3 separate regions of the Mus musculus genome follow, and all the other regions are linked to region 1. Evidence: chromatin contacts called from public HiChIP or PLAC-seq data. All regions are on one chromosome and are shown on one strand. The core of a region is the stretch at or near the end of the contact, and the rest is flanking DNA. Distances in the headings are between cores, read along the strand shown.

Region 1 (3,995 bases), core at 818-3,317:
GAACAACATGCCACAGAACAATAATGCATCACTGAAAATGGAAACAAAAAAAAATCTTGAAGTAAATTTAAATGGAAACACCATACGTTGAAATACATGGAAACAGCAAATGCCGTTCTCAGAGAGAAACTTACAGTAGTAATGAATGCCCACAACACAAAGAAACATTTCAGGATAACCTGACTTTGGATCTCCAATCTCCATGAAAAAGCAGATTACAGTAAAACTTTGTATCCCCAACATGGGGGCTTAGAGTGATACAGAGGCAATAAGATACTACAGGTACTTGGCTGGCCAGATAATCCAGCCAAAATAGCAATCTTTCAGATTTAGTGAGATTAGTTACCTCATTAATAAATAAACAAAATTAAACAGATAAGAAAACAAAGTTGAGAATGCTAGAAGATAGCCAGTGTCCATCTCTGACCTCCATACATGTATCTATGTACACGTAGATACACATACAGACACATGGAGAGACAATACACACAGATATACACACATACATTCTTTATTATTGAAACAAGAAAGATAAAAAAGATCCTTAGAGACTACTTTGAAGTTCATGTCAATTAATTGGAAAAACTTAGAATAAATGGGAGAAAAATGCTAAAATTAAGTGGTGGATGTAGAAAACCTAAAGAGATCAACAAGGCGTAAGGTCCAGTCTTTAACAAGACTCACCCAGCAAAGGGCAATCCAGAGTCCTGCCACTCCTGATTTCTATCAGTCTTTTATTTATTCATTCATTCATTCATTCATTCATTCATTCATTCATTTATTTATTTATATTAGATATTTTCTTTCTATACATTTCAAATGCTATCCCGAAAGTTCCCTATACCCTCCCCCCGCCCTGCTCCCCTACCCACCCACTGCCGCTTCTTGGCCCTGGCATTCCCCTGTACTGGGGCATATAAAGTTTGCAATACCAAGGGCCTCTCTTCCTGATGGCCGACTAGGCCATCTTCTGCTACATATGCAGCTAGAGATATGAGCTCTGGGGGTACTGGTTAGTTCATATTGTTGTTCCACCTATAGGGTTTCAGACCCCTTCAGCTCCTTGGGTGCTTTCTCTAGCTTCTCCATTGGGGGCCCTGTGTTCCATCTTATAGATGACTGTGAGCATACACTTCTGTATTTGCCAGGCACTGGAATAGCCTCATATGAGACAGATATAACAGGGTTCCTTCAGCAAAATCTTTCTGGCATTGTGCAATAGTGTCTGGGTTTGGTGGCTGTTTATGGGATGGATCCCCCGGTGGGTTAGTCTCTGAATAGCCCATCCTTTCATCTTACCACCAAACTTTGTCTTTGTAACTCCTTTCATGGGTATTTTGTTTCCTATTCTAAGGAGGAATGAAGTATCCACCCATTGGTCTTCCCTCTTCTTGATTTTCTTGTTTTGCAAACTGTATCTTGGGTGTTCTATGTTTTTGGGCTAATATCCACTTATCAGTGAGTGCATATCTAATGACTTCTTTTGTGACTGGGTTACCTCACTAAGGATGATATCCTCCAGATCCATCCATTTGTTCAAGAATTCCATAAATCTATTGGTTTTAATAGCTGAGTAGTACTCCATTGTGTAAATGTACCACATTTTCTGTATCAGACTTCTAAAGAAGAAGCTACTGCAACTCTGCAAAAGCTGTTTGGCAGAGGTGATGAGGAAGCCCCACCCAAAGGATGAGCTACAAGACCACCCTGACAAATGCACAGAAGTTGCACATGCCATTCCCATCAAAGCCCACCTGGCATAGGTAGTTCTAATAACAGACTGCAGATTAACAGTGAGACTAGTTCAAATGGCCAAGGTACCAATTATAGAACTGAGGCATAAATACCAAATGGTGACTTTTAGGATGGTTTGTGAAGTGAGCGTGTATTTGCAGGTGCAGCTGTGTCCCTCCTTCACTACAGGAGCTACTCCCCAGTGGCCTTCTTTTTCACTCTCATCATAGCTACACATTGTTTTCAATTTAACTTCCTAAACACCACCGTCTTATACTACAGATCCTTTTTCAAGAGTCGGCCTGTGGTTGTGGTGATTTACACATGTAATCCAGCCACTTGGGAAGCTGAAGCAGGAAGACTGTGGTTTCAAGGTCAGCCTGGGTTACCTCGGGAGACTCTGTTGCAAAACAAAGAAGAATAAAAACAAACTCCCCTGAAACGTTCACTGGTTGTTGTTGGCCCATGCAATAGGGCCTCCCTCAGCAACTTCAATATGCTGCTTGAACCCTTTCACAATTTTCCAAGCACACAAAATAAATGAATGCATAATTTCTTCTTTTATTTTACCAGAACCTGTTATCAAATTTTCGACTGTGAAGCTAATTGAAATGCTATCACTTATTTATTATGTCTTACTCTAAACTCCCAAGGCTAGTAAATTTCCTTCTTTGTGTGTGTGTGTGTGTGTGTGTGTGTGTGTGTTTGTGTGTGTGTGTGTGTTTGTGTGTGTTTGTGTGTGTTTGTGTGTGTGTGTGTGTGTGTGTGTGTGTGTTTGTGTGTGTGTTTGAATTGTGCCTATGAGGCCAGAAGAGGGTGTCTGATCCTCTGGAGCTGAAATTACAGGTGGTTGTGAGCCACTTGATTTGAGGGTTGGGACTAAAACTCTGGCCCTCTGAAAGAGCAATAAACTTTTGGGACTAATAAGCCTCCTCTTCAGCTCCTGTAAGTTTCTTTTACAATTGATTCTAACACAGCTCAAGTTTTATGGATGCTAGAGTATGAAAAAGTACCAGTTTGATAGCACAGGCCCATAATCCTAATACTGGAGAGGAGAGGCTGGGCCAGTAGAATCTTGAGTTACAACCTGGGATAGATATGAAGACCCTTCCTCAGACAAATAAGCAAATATGAATGACAAGTAGACATCATCATTGTTCACGTGATTGATGCCTCTACCTTCTGCCTCTGTCTAAAATAGTTACTGCTACTCTATGGTCGGTCCCCATATTGCCATATTCAAATAAACAAATCCAAATACATAAAACTCTAATCAAATATATCCCACTGCCTTGAGAATCACTTGAGGCTGTTTCTCTTCAATGAGTCACAGAACCACTCCTGCTTGGACACCGCTAGAAACCACTACCTAGCTTCCTGGGACAACAGATGCTTTCATTGCTGGTTGAAGATAGCAAAGTTAAGGGGGAGTTGGCATTTATTGTATTTTCACACCCTCTTTTTGCTACTCCAACCCAGAATCTAACTAGGGAATCTATTGGGCATCCCACAATATGTATTTGTTAACCAAATGAAAACTACAAAATTAATAAACCCGTTTCTAACCCCTCCTTGCCACTTGGTCACTAATAAATTTCATGACATCACAGAACTTACTTAGACCCTTATCAACGTCTCAGTGCCCTAGTGGAAGAGTCAATGGAGCTGATAATCCTTGACATAAGTTCAAAGATCAACTTGGGATGCTAACACTCTTTCTTTTGAAAAAACAATCACTTGAACTTGACCTATTTCAAACACTGTATGTAAGTATTATTACACAGTGATGTGATTGTCAGGTTTTTGTTTTCTTCAAGTCTGTTGGCACAACTGTGAAGTGACATAAAGTACTAGGTACAGAAAAGGGCCTTTAGAAAGCCTCTGACTAAAATGCTAGCAAGCATTCCTGATGTGGTTATTATTCTGGACAACTTTACATTATATGAACAGAATGACTTAGACCAGATACATTATGAAACCAAGGTAATCATGCCTACCTCCTGCATGCTGGAGCCAAAGCAGCCCGTCTTACAGTAAGCAATAGGTGTTACTATAGCAATGTAAAATTACCCAAGAGTGTGACTCAAAACTTTTTTTATTAACTAAAACTTTTATTAATAAAATTAGATTAGAAGCATATTAAGAGTTCAATATTTTAAGGAATCACCCTTAGGAAAAAGGTATATAGTGATTTGTGTTGGCTATACTGCTATATCATGATTAACATGAGCTATCTAGAATCTCAAGCCTCATGACCCTGC
Region 2 (3,995 bases), core at 518-3,017, 1.5 Mb before region 1:
ACTATTTGCAGGGTATTAACTGCCATTTGTTAACAATGGTAACTAATCTCATTCATGTTTTTTAGTTGATAATTGAATACATTCATTCAATATTAAAAGAATTTTGAATCTAAAGTTTCAAAGTTCATACAAAAAATCCAAGATAAATGTTTTCAAGCATATCATTAATATTACAAAACATCTATCACTATAAATCAAACTCACTGGAACCTTCATACTCAATTAAAAAAATTATGAGTCCTTCAAAATTCCAAGAAGTAATGAATCAGAAAGTATATATAATTTGTAAAATGTATTTTCTATTAAAGAATTGTTACTTTAAAAATAGCTTATAAAATTTGAAACCTATAATTACTTGCATTTACCATTTTATAATGCATAATTATTAACAGAAATGACAAACTTGATAATAATGAAAATTAAAAATTATTATATTATTATATTTTAAAATCTATGACAAACTAATTATCAAATTTAACTATTACTACACACCATAACAGATATCAAAGTAATTGGTTATTGATTTTATACAAACTAACAAATTAGAAGGTATCTAGAAAAATGTTAAGTATGCCCTAATTAATAAATGCATTTTCTAATTCAAGTTTGCATTCATGCAACTGGACCAATGTGTTAACTTTCCTAGGATTTTAAAATTCAATGGCAAGGCAATTGTTAAACACTTCTAGAACTGATCTTACAGAAAACAGAAAGCAAGAAAAATATATTTGAATAAGGAGTTTCATTAGGCTGCCTCAATACAGGCCTTTCCTACTATAAAAGGGCAAGATAGTACAGAGTTTCCTCTACCTTGTATTCTTGCTGAGTCCATTTCAGATTTAACTATAATTTGATCTCTTTGATGGAGAAACCTGTGGAAAATTACTTAAATGATTCTAAAAAACTAAGGTCAAGATGCCCCAGCTAATTTATCTGGGCTTCTGTTACACTACCTGCTTGAGCAAAACGTTATTTATTGTTTTATTAAAACTCCAGTTTATTGTGTATTATAGCTTCTGCCAAACTGCTTGCTTGCACAAAATATCCACCTATAACTGCCAGATGAGATACAGGATAGGGTTTTGCCTTTAAAAGCACTTTGATCTAAATGTCCGATACTACATTTAGGTACAGAATATCTAAGTGTACTCCCAACTAACAGGAATTGACTTTTAACTGACTGTGGGCTATGACATAACTGGTGGACTCCCTGAAGCATTTTAGAGGTTCAGGTTGTGCCCATGCCCCAGTGAGAGCCTTAGAGACTGGATCCCAAAACTGATGGTACCCACAGGAGTAGGAAGGAATACTCTGGCTATAGAGGAGTCCTAGAGGGTATGTACCTTGATTTATCCCAGGCGCTGGGGAAAACCTCTCCCAACAATCACTGTCTAGTACTCTAGAAGCATCTGAATCCAGTTCCCCAAAAGACAAAAGTCATCTGATTCGGATGACTCCAAAGGTTAAGTGTCATCTGCAGGAGGTGACATCTAGGTAGGACACAAGAGGAGAAGACATACAGGAGCATAGATTCTGCATCACAGAACTCACCTGGCCTGTTCAGATACATGAGTGTATGGTAGCCACCCCTGGCTGACTTTACTATGTGTCTCTCAGTATGAGAGATGTGTGTCTATTTCACTTTGTGTGTTTTTGTCAGTTATATTGGTTGGAGAAACAGATCTAAAATGGGGAAGTAGTGAGTCATTGCAAGACTGTAGCCATTACTATCTCTGAGACAGCACATGACTTCCTGAAGGCTCACAGGCCACAGTGGGCTGACCACCCATGCTGCAATATCCTGCTTTCCAGGGGTGAAAGTGGCTGCACAGCAGCTGGCTACTGCCTTTTGCTATGATTACACCAGCAGCTCCCAAGTGTTGCAGCCACCAGTTTCCCTGTAGTAAACAATCGTTCTCTTGTAAAAAGTACTTCCATTCTGGCTTACAACCTGTGCTCTTGTGGTATTGACTCTAAATTACATTTGTCTTGGCCAGGGCACTCAGAGGAAGTCAAAACCTCTGCCTGTTCTCTCAGCCATTCTAGAAGAAATTGATCTATCTCTTCCTGACTGTTTGGTTCTGTCTTACTTAGGTGAATACTGCTCTAGGTGAAAAAAGGTCCTGTTCCCTGTGTGGAAGAGGGCAACAGCCCAGCCTCTCATCCAAGAGAACCCCTGCAGTCTAATCCTAGAGGCTTAAGCAGCTCTGTGTGCCCTGTAAAGTGTTCTAGTCACACTGGGGTAATCTGAGTAATGTGAGTAGTGACTGGGGTGGAAGTTCCACTCATTCATGGTTTATGTCTCCTTCTCTATCAGTGACTTGTATAACTGGAAGACTTAAAACCATTCTGTTTCAGAATCTTTAACTATAGGCTCTTTAACTATACATATAGGCAAATGTGGATGATTGCAGGCAGATCCTGACCACACTGTTTACAGGGTTTATAGTAGTTTTAGTACTGGTTATGTTTTTGTAAAAGACTTATGGCTTACAATTGTGTATGATTTGGTAGCTATGGTAGTGAAAAGCCTTATAACATTCTACAGAATATAACTAGAGAAGTATAGCTTCTGATAAGGAACCCGAATGACATTTTTGAGATGCTAGGATATTACCCATAGCACAAACAGAATGGATTTCGCATGTCTGACCTAAAGGTCATTTCTTCAGTACACCATATGCTTAGCTTGGGTATAAAGGGTTTATTGGCATGAACTCCCTGACTTATATCTCCAAACATGGGATCAAACCAGACCAACCAGGGTGATCATTCCCCAGCATTGAAGGACTATGGAAAACAAAGCACTAGACTTTGTCTTCAGAAAATACTATTCAGAAGCAAGGGGCTTGGGGGGGGGGGGATTGTTGGAAGAACTGATATAAAGTCACAGAAGTCATGGTGTGCTTTCCTGTGAGTTGTAAAGCTAAAAGAAGAGGTTCATAAATTTGTGGCCAGCCTAGGCATTTTGAAAAGACCCTCTCAAAACAACAAGATGAAACTGCCTGAGCCAACCTTTCTAAAAGTAACAAAAGACCAAGAGCTTATGAAAATGGGTTGCATGCATTGCTGCCCCACATTAAGAAAACATGTTCTAATTTTACTCCCTATTTGCATTATATTTGTTTCCAATATAGACATGTTGCACCTCAAGAGTGAGATGCTAAGACAGAAAGTAGGAAACTGTAACCAGTCTAACAGAAATGGAGATATCTTAAAGAGACGCTTGAGTCAACTTGACTATCAAGACTACTGAAACAATGGGCCTCAAACAAATTGGAATTTTCTCAGGAAATTTAATGTTACATAAAGGAAAAGGCAGCAACCAAAAGAGGACCTTTGTTTCCAGGAAAGAGTTTTCTCACAACCCTAACAACCTGTAGATCACCCAATAGGGTGAGACTGGGGATCCGATAGTGGTGGATGGAGCACACCCTGAGTGGGACTGCTTACTTGTGCATATCCTTGGTCCTCTCTTTAAATGTGATCTCCCTTCAGGACACTGAAGACAAACTTGAAACATTTTCTAGATTTTTGTCCCTCTTCCCAATGTGGCCACAGTGAATAAATCTCCTTTCATGAATTCCATATTTAATATGGCTTTTTAAAGTTGACTTATTGAAGATGGGTGGGCAGATCTGACTTGGAGCACAAGTTGTGAGCCCAAGTATAATAAAAATGTTACAGCTAAAACATTAAATATATGGAACAACAACAACAAAAAAAGTATAGTAAAAGCTATAAAAGAAAAGGACTAAGTCATACCCAAAGCATAGAAGGACTAGGAGGTAGACAGACTACCTAGTTAGCAGACATGTAGGGAGGGGGCCATGCCTGGGTAGGAGAATTCCGAGATGGCCAGCTTCTTCCTCACCCTTCTGACTTGAGACAAAAGCCTGAAAGCTTAAAACAAAGGCTTTGCAATCTTTTGTTACACACTAGCTGCTGATGAACTGGCTAAACAAGTTCAAGGCCTGCTTAGGAAATATGATACA
Region 3 (3,995 bases), core at 493-2,992, 1.0 Mb before region 1:
GACGAGCATTTTAGGGGCAGAGCCAATGATACCTTGACTTGTTTAAACATAAACTCTATATTTGATTGACAGACTTTCCTGCTCCAGGTACAGATGAACTGCTATTTAGTTTTCTTTTAAAGGTTCTCTTACACTTATATACTTGCACTTGCATGGACTGGTCTACACACCACACACACACACACACACACACACACACACACACACTCAACACAAAATAAGATGAAACGGTTGTGGTAAATCACACTCAACTCAAAGATTTGCTTCCCATACTGCAGAAATGTAGAAGTCCAACGTTAAGAGTAATAAAAATTTATGAAGTGACAAGTTGGACACGGGTGGGTTTATCTGAGGGTTCAGGGGTCTTATTTTAAGGCCAGAGCCCCCAGGTGCTCTTCTTCCTCTTTGCAAGTGACAGTTGTGGTTGCGCAAGGACTTGGGCTGTCCCTGGTGAACTGTTAACCAGGCTGGAACAAGCAGCCACATGTGCCTGTGGATTTCCTCTCAGCTCTACTGAGGAGGCAGCAGATGGTGTTGGGGGGAGCATGGTGGCTGTTGGCTGGGCCAGCTTTTGAGTAGTGCTAATTCTGACTTCCGCCCTCCATCTTCCACACATTGTTTTTGATTTCTGTCTGATAATTCTCCTTTGGACACACATTTTGTCTGGGGGAAGGGGTTGGACAAGATGGGTCTCTAGAACTGGACGTCATCCTACTTTTCAATGACTCCTAATCGGGAGGATGCTTTTATACTTGGTCTTTGGGGAGCATCAGAGGCCACTTACTTTTCCCCATTTGTACTGATAAAAGCTCACTGGTGACACAATGAATTAGACAGCCATGTTTAACCTCTTTAGGGTCACTGCCAATCTGAGAAGGTCTTTAAACTGCTTTTCCTCTTGATAGAACACCATACTACATTGATTCTGACATTGATTGCACCCTGGACAAAGTCACAATGACTTCTTATAGCTCAAGGATAAAGTCTCTATTCCATTCTGCCTTCCCCAGTCTGGACTTTTCTTCTTAGCCATGTATCCCATTTTCTGCACCAACAAGACGGGTGAACTCACTGTCTCAATGCCCATAAATCCCATCCATGGTGTGCCCTGTACAGAGCTCTGAATGCTGGTCACACATGTTTATTTTCCTCTCTGAACTCACTAGTGGGAGCTGGTGGGAGCTAACCCACCCCAACCTTCTAGTGATCCCTTCCAACCTCTTTTAGCAAATCCTTGAACACCTTATCACCATCACCATGTCCTCATCTGGGCCTATCTCTCAAGCTTTGATAATTTAAGTTCTCCTCCCTCAAGGAAGACTATAAGCTCCTAGAAGGCAAAGATATCTGACCCATACCACAGTGCTCTGCAGGTCAATAAACAACTAAAGTGTATTATGAAGAACCCAACTAGTATAGAAGGAATTATAATTTTTCTTAAAGATGACCTTGAAGATCTCACACTTGAAAATTCCAATAACACCAGCAATCTGTGTACTTGAAATCGATAAACTTAGTCATGAGTAGACTTTTGTACCAGCCTGGTTTGGAACACACAGTCAGTGTTCCAAACGCACGGTGGGAGGAACCTCTCCAAGGGTCGCAGAAACGGGGCTGTGTTCCTATCGCTGCTGTAAACTAGCTCTGGTGTTGCCCATGAGTGAAGCTGTACTCTTGGAAGCTCTGATCTCTCATCTGTGTGAAGCAGAGTATACTCAGCCTAGATAACAGAAAGACAGGATGAGGCTGGGCCATAATGGTGTGTGGCTCATGCTGTTGTCTAAGTTTAAACCTTGATGCCTGTTTCCTGTTTTCTCTCCATGACACTGCCCCTCCCCCTCCTATTCCCCTCCCCCTCTCCCTTCCGTTTCCCTTTCACTTTAAGTGTCAGCAAGACTGATAGCGATCTCCCTTTCTTTTCATTTCTTCTCTTGTTCTAACCACACTTCAGTGTGTCCTCTTTAGATAAACATTTCTCCTGCCACAGGTGCAAAATGTACACACAAGCTTCAGTTTGTAGCACTTCCAGGATTTTTCACTAAAAATGGAGGTGCGGTGGGGTGGTGGGGTGGTGGGGGGACTCTTTGACCCATGAATACATTTTCTTGTAATTAAACAGTGTGTCTCCACTAAAGAGTGCCAAGCTTTTCATAAGCATGGCTCCACTCATCTCTCATCTCCTGTCAGCTATTAGGGCTTTAGGGTGTGGCTGAGAAGATGTCCATTGAGCCAACCCATGGGACGACTGGGAAATTGAGACTTGGAGCACTCAGCAATTTGTCCTAGGGGTTTGACTGTGCCTTGTAGAGTTGGGGAGTGAAACGTGGGGCATGAGTTTCTGGCCCCTTCTCTAACTGCAAGCAGGGAAACAAGTCTGTGCAGGGTCTCAGGAAGAGAACCGATCCCAGTACAGGCACGAAAGGGTGCTGCCTGAGGATTAGGGAGTGATGAGTGAGGCTGGCCTTAGGATCTGACTGGAGACAGGCGAAGGAAAGAGGATTTCTCTGATTGAAGACCTTTCTAGACAAAGAAAAGGGAAAGCTTCCATTCTTCAAGACAAAAAGAGGTTTAAAAATACATATACAGGCCACTTTTAACTGTGTGGTGGTGTCCAGTGCTAACTACCAAGCTGCATTTATATGCTTCCGATATCCCAGCATCTCTCTGAGGTCTAGTTAGAAATGGATTTATCAGGAAGCTAATAGAGCTTAAGTACCTACCTGTACCCCTTAAAACTCTGGAACGCCTTGGTAATCGGCTCACATGGTATCGCTTGCAGATTGTGAAAGTAGGGATTTCTCGTTTTTTCTTGCTTTTGTCAAGAAAGTAAAATACATTAGACTTTTGTTGTTCATTTGATACATAACTTTAAAGGTACTTAGTGTGTGGGCAATATGCATTCTTGTTTCAGATGCTAATAAATGAGCTGTATTTCATTTCAACTTGTATTTTTTTAAGAGCACTCCCCATCTTGTTCCAAACATTTAGAAATTAATCCCTAGAATCAGCATTTCCCAAAAATACCAAGTTGTTTCTCCTGGCAAGGACACATGTAGGGCCTCTGGCTGGCATCGTGAGGTACAGGTAGAGGGCCGTTGTGTGAGTGTTCTGTCTTCCTTGCTGTCTCTCTCTCTCTCTCTCTCTGTGTGTGTGTGTGTGTCTGTCTCTGTCTCTCTCTCTGTCTCTGTCTCTCTCTCTGTCTCTGTCTCTGTCTCTCTCTCTCTGTCTCTGTCTGTCTCTGTCTCTCTCTCTCTCTGTCTCTCTCTCTCTCTCTCTCTCTCTCTCTCTCTCTCTCTCTCTCTCTGTGTCCTGCTGCCCTCCTCTGGGTTTCTTTTCTTCTCCCCCACCTCAAAGCCTGCAAGTCTGAACCACAGGCATCCGCTAACAGCATCACAAGGCTCTTGCTGGGAGACCTCCTCAGGATGGGTCAAGGTCAAGGTCAAGATTCCTTCTGAGTGTCGCGGCTTGGTAAAGCAGAGTAGAATATTTGGGGATATTATTTGTATCAGACTAAATCTGTTTAGGAAAGAGGTTTCAAACAACAACAACAACAATGGGGACTAGGTATTGACAGATATAATTCAGAAAGTTTTGAGTTTTGGTCAGTGGTACCAAGCTAATTGCTAGGTGGTTCCAGTTCTGGTAAGAACCTGATCTTGAAGCCTGTTAATCATTCAGGTTCCTTGGTAAGGCCAGGGAGATTTTAAACTGAAGATGCCCAGAGAGTGGACCAGGAAACACCTGGTCCTGTAGTGAGTGAGTGGTTAATAGAACCTCGGGGAAGAACTCCTTCTGATGCTCAGAAGGATGGCACAACTTCCAGTTAAAGGCCTGGAGGTTAAAAAGATGGAAGTGGAGTCTTTTTGAGGCAGCAGGCCTTGTGGTTAAGACCATTATACCAATGTTGTTTGGGTTTGATTCCCAGCAACTCCAGGTAACCTAGGGCAAGAAGCCTACCCTCTCTTGGCGTGGTTTTCTCCTCTATAAAATGAGGA

The links. HiChIP or PLAC-seq counts read pairs in DNA pulled down with a chosen protein or histone mark.
Region 2: an H3K27ac HiChIP or PLAC-seq map of large pre-B cells shows a contact between it and region 1, with 15 times the contacts expected there. The contact joins two enhancer-like sites. A contact is called at or near these places in 1 of 15 datasets of contacts at CTCF or cohesin (large pre-B cells), 5 of 484 Hi-C or Micro-C datasets (cerebellar granule neurons, cerebral cortex, cortical neurons and 1 more) and 1 of 115 datasets of contacts at active chromatin or transcription factors (large pre-B cells).
Region 3: a RAD21 HiChIP or PLAC-seq map of pro-B cells shows a contact between it and region 1, with 18 times the contacts expected there. The contact joins two enhancer-like sites. A contact is called at or near these places in 1 of 15 datasets of contacts at CTCF or cohesin (pro-B cells), 5 of 484 Hi-C or Micro-C datasets (CD4 T cells, CD8 T cells, the HPC-7 cell line and 2 more) and 3 of 115 datasets of contacts at active chromatin or transcription factors (double positive thymocytes, large pre-B cells and thymic regulatory T cells).

What each region holds. Positions count from the first base shown.
Region 1 is chr17:52,446,829-52,450,823 of GRCm38.p6, forward strand. No RefSeq gene overlaps it. Among named protein-coding and RNA genes, the nearest start is that of Gm41600, 140 kb to the left of the region's middle. Within about 2 kb of position 2,068, at least 26 of the 459 cell types and tissues checked have an H3K27ac peak or open chromatin away from gene starts, as enhancers often do. A contact at or near this core is called in CD8 T cells, double positive thymocytes and pro-B cells, where this site is marked.
Region 2 is chr17:50,992,049-50,996,043 of GRCm38.p6, forward strand. The region is part of intron 3 of Tbc1d5 (TBC1 domain family, member 5); the gene reads right to left. Among named protein-coding and RNA genes, the nearest start is that of Gm31083, 110 kb to the left of the region's middle. Within about 2 kb of position 1,768, at least 121 of the 459 cell types and tissues checked have an H3K27ac peak or open chromatin away from gene starts, as enhancers often do.
Region 3 is chr17:51,406,754-51,410,748 of GRCm38.p6, forward strand. No RefSeq gene overlaps it. Among named protein-coding and RNA genes, the nearest start is that of C330011F03Rik, 40 kb to the right of the region's middle. Within about 2 kb of position 1,743, at least 90 of the 459 cell types and tissues checked have an H3K27ac peak or open chromatin away from gene starts, as enhancers often do. A contact at or near this core is called in CD8 T cells, double positive thymocytes and pro-B cells, where this site is marked.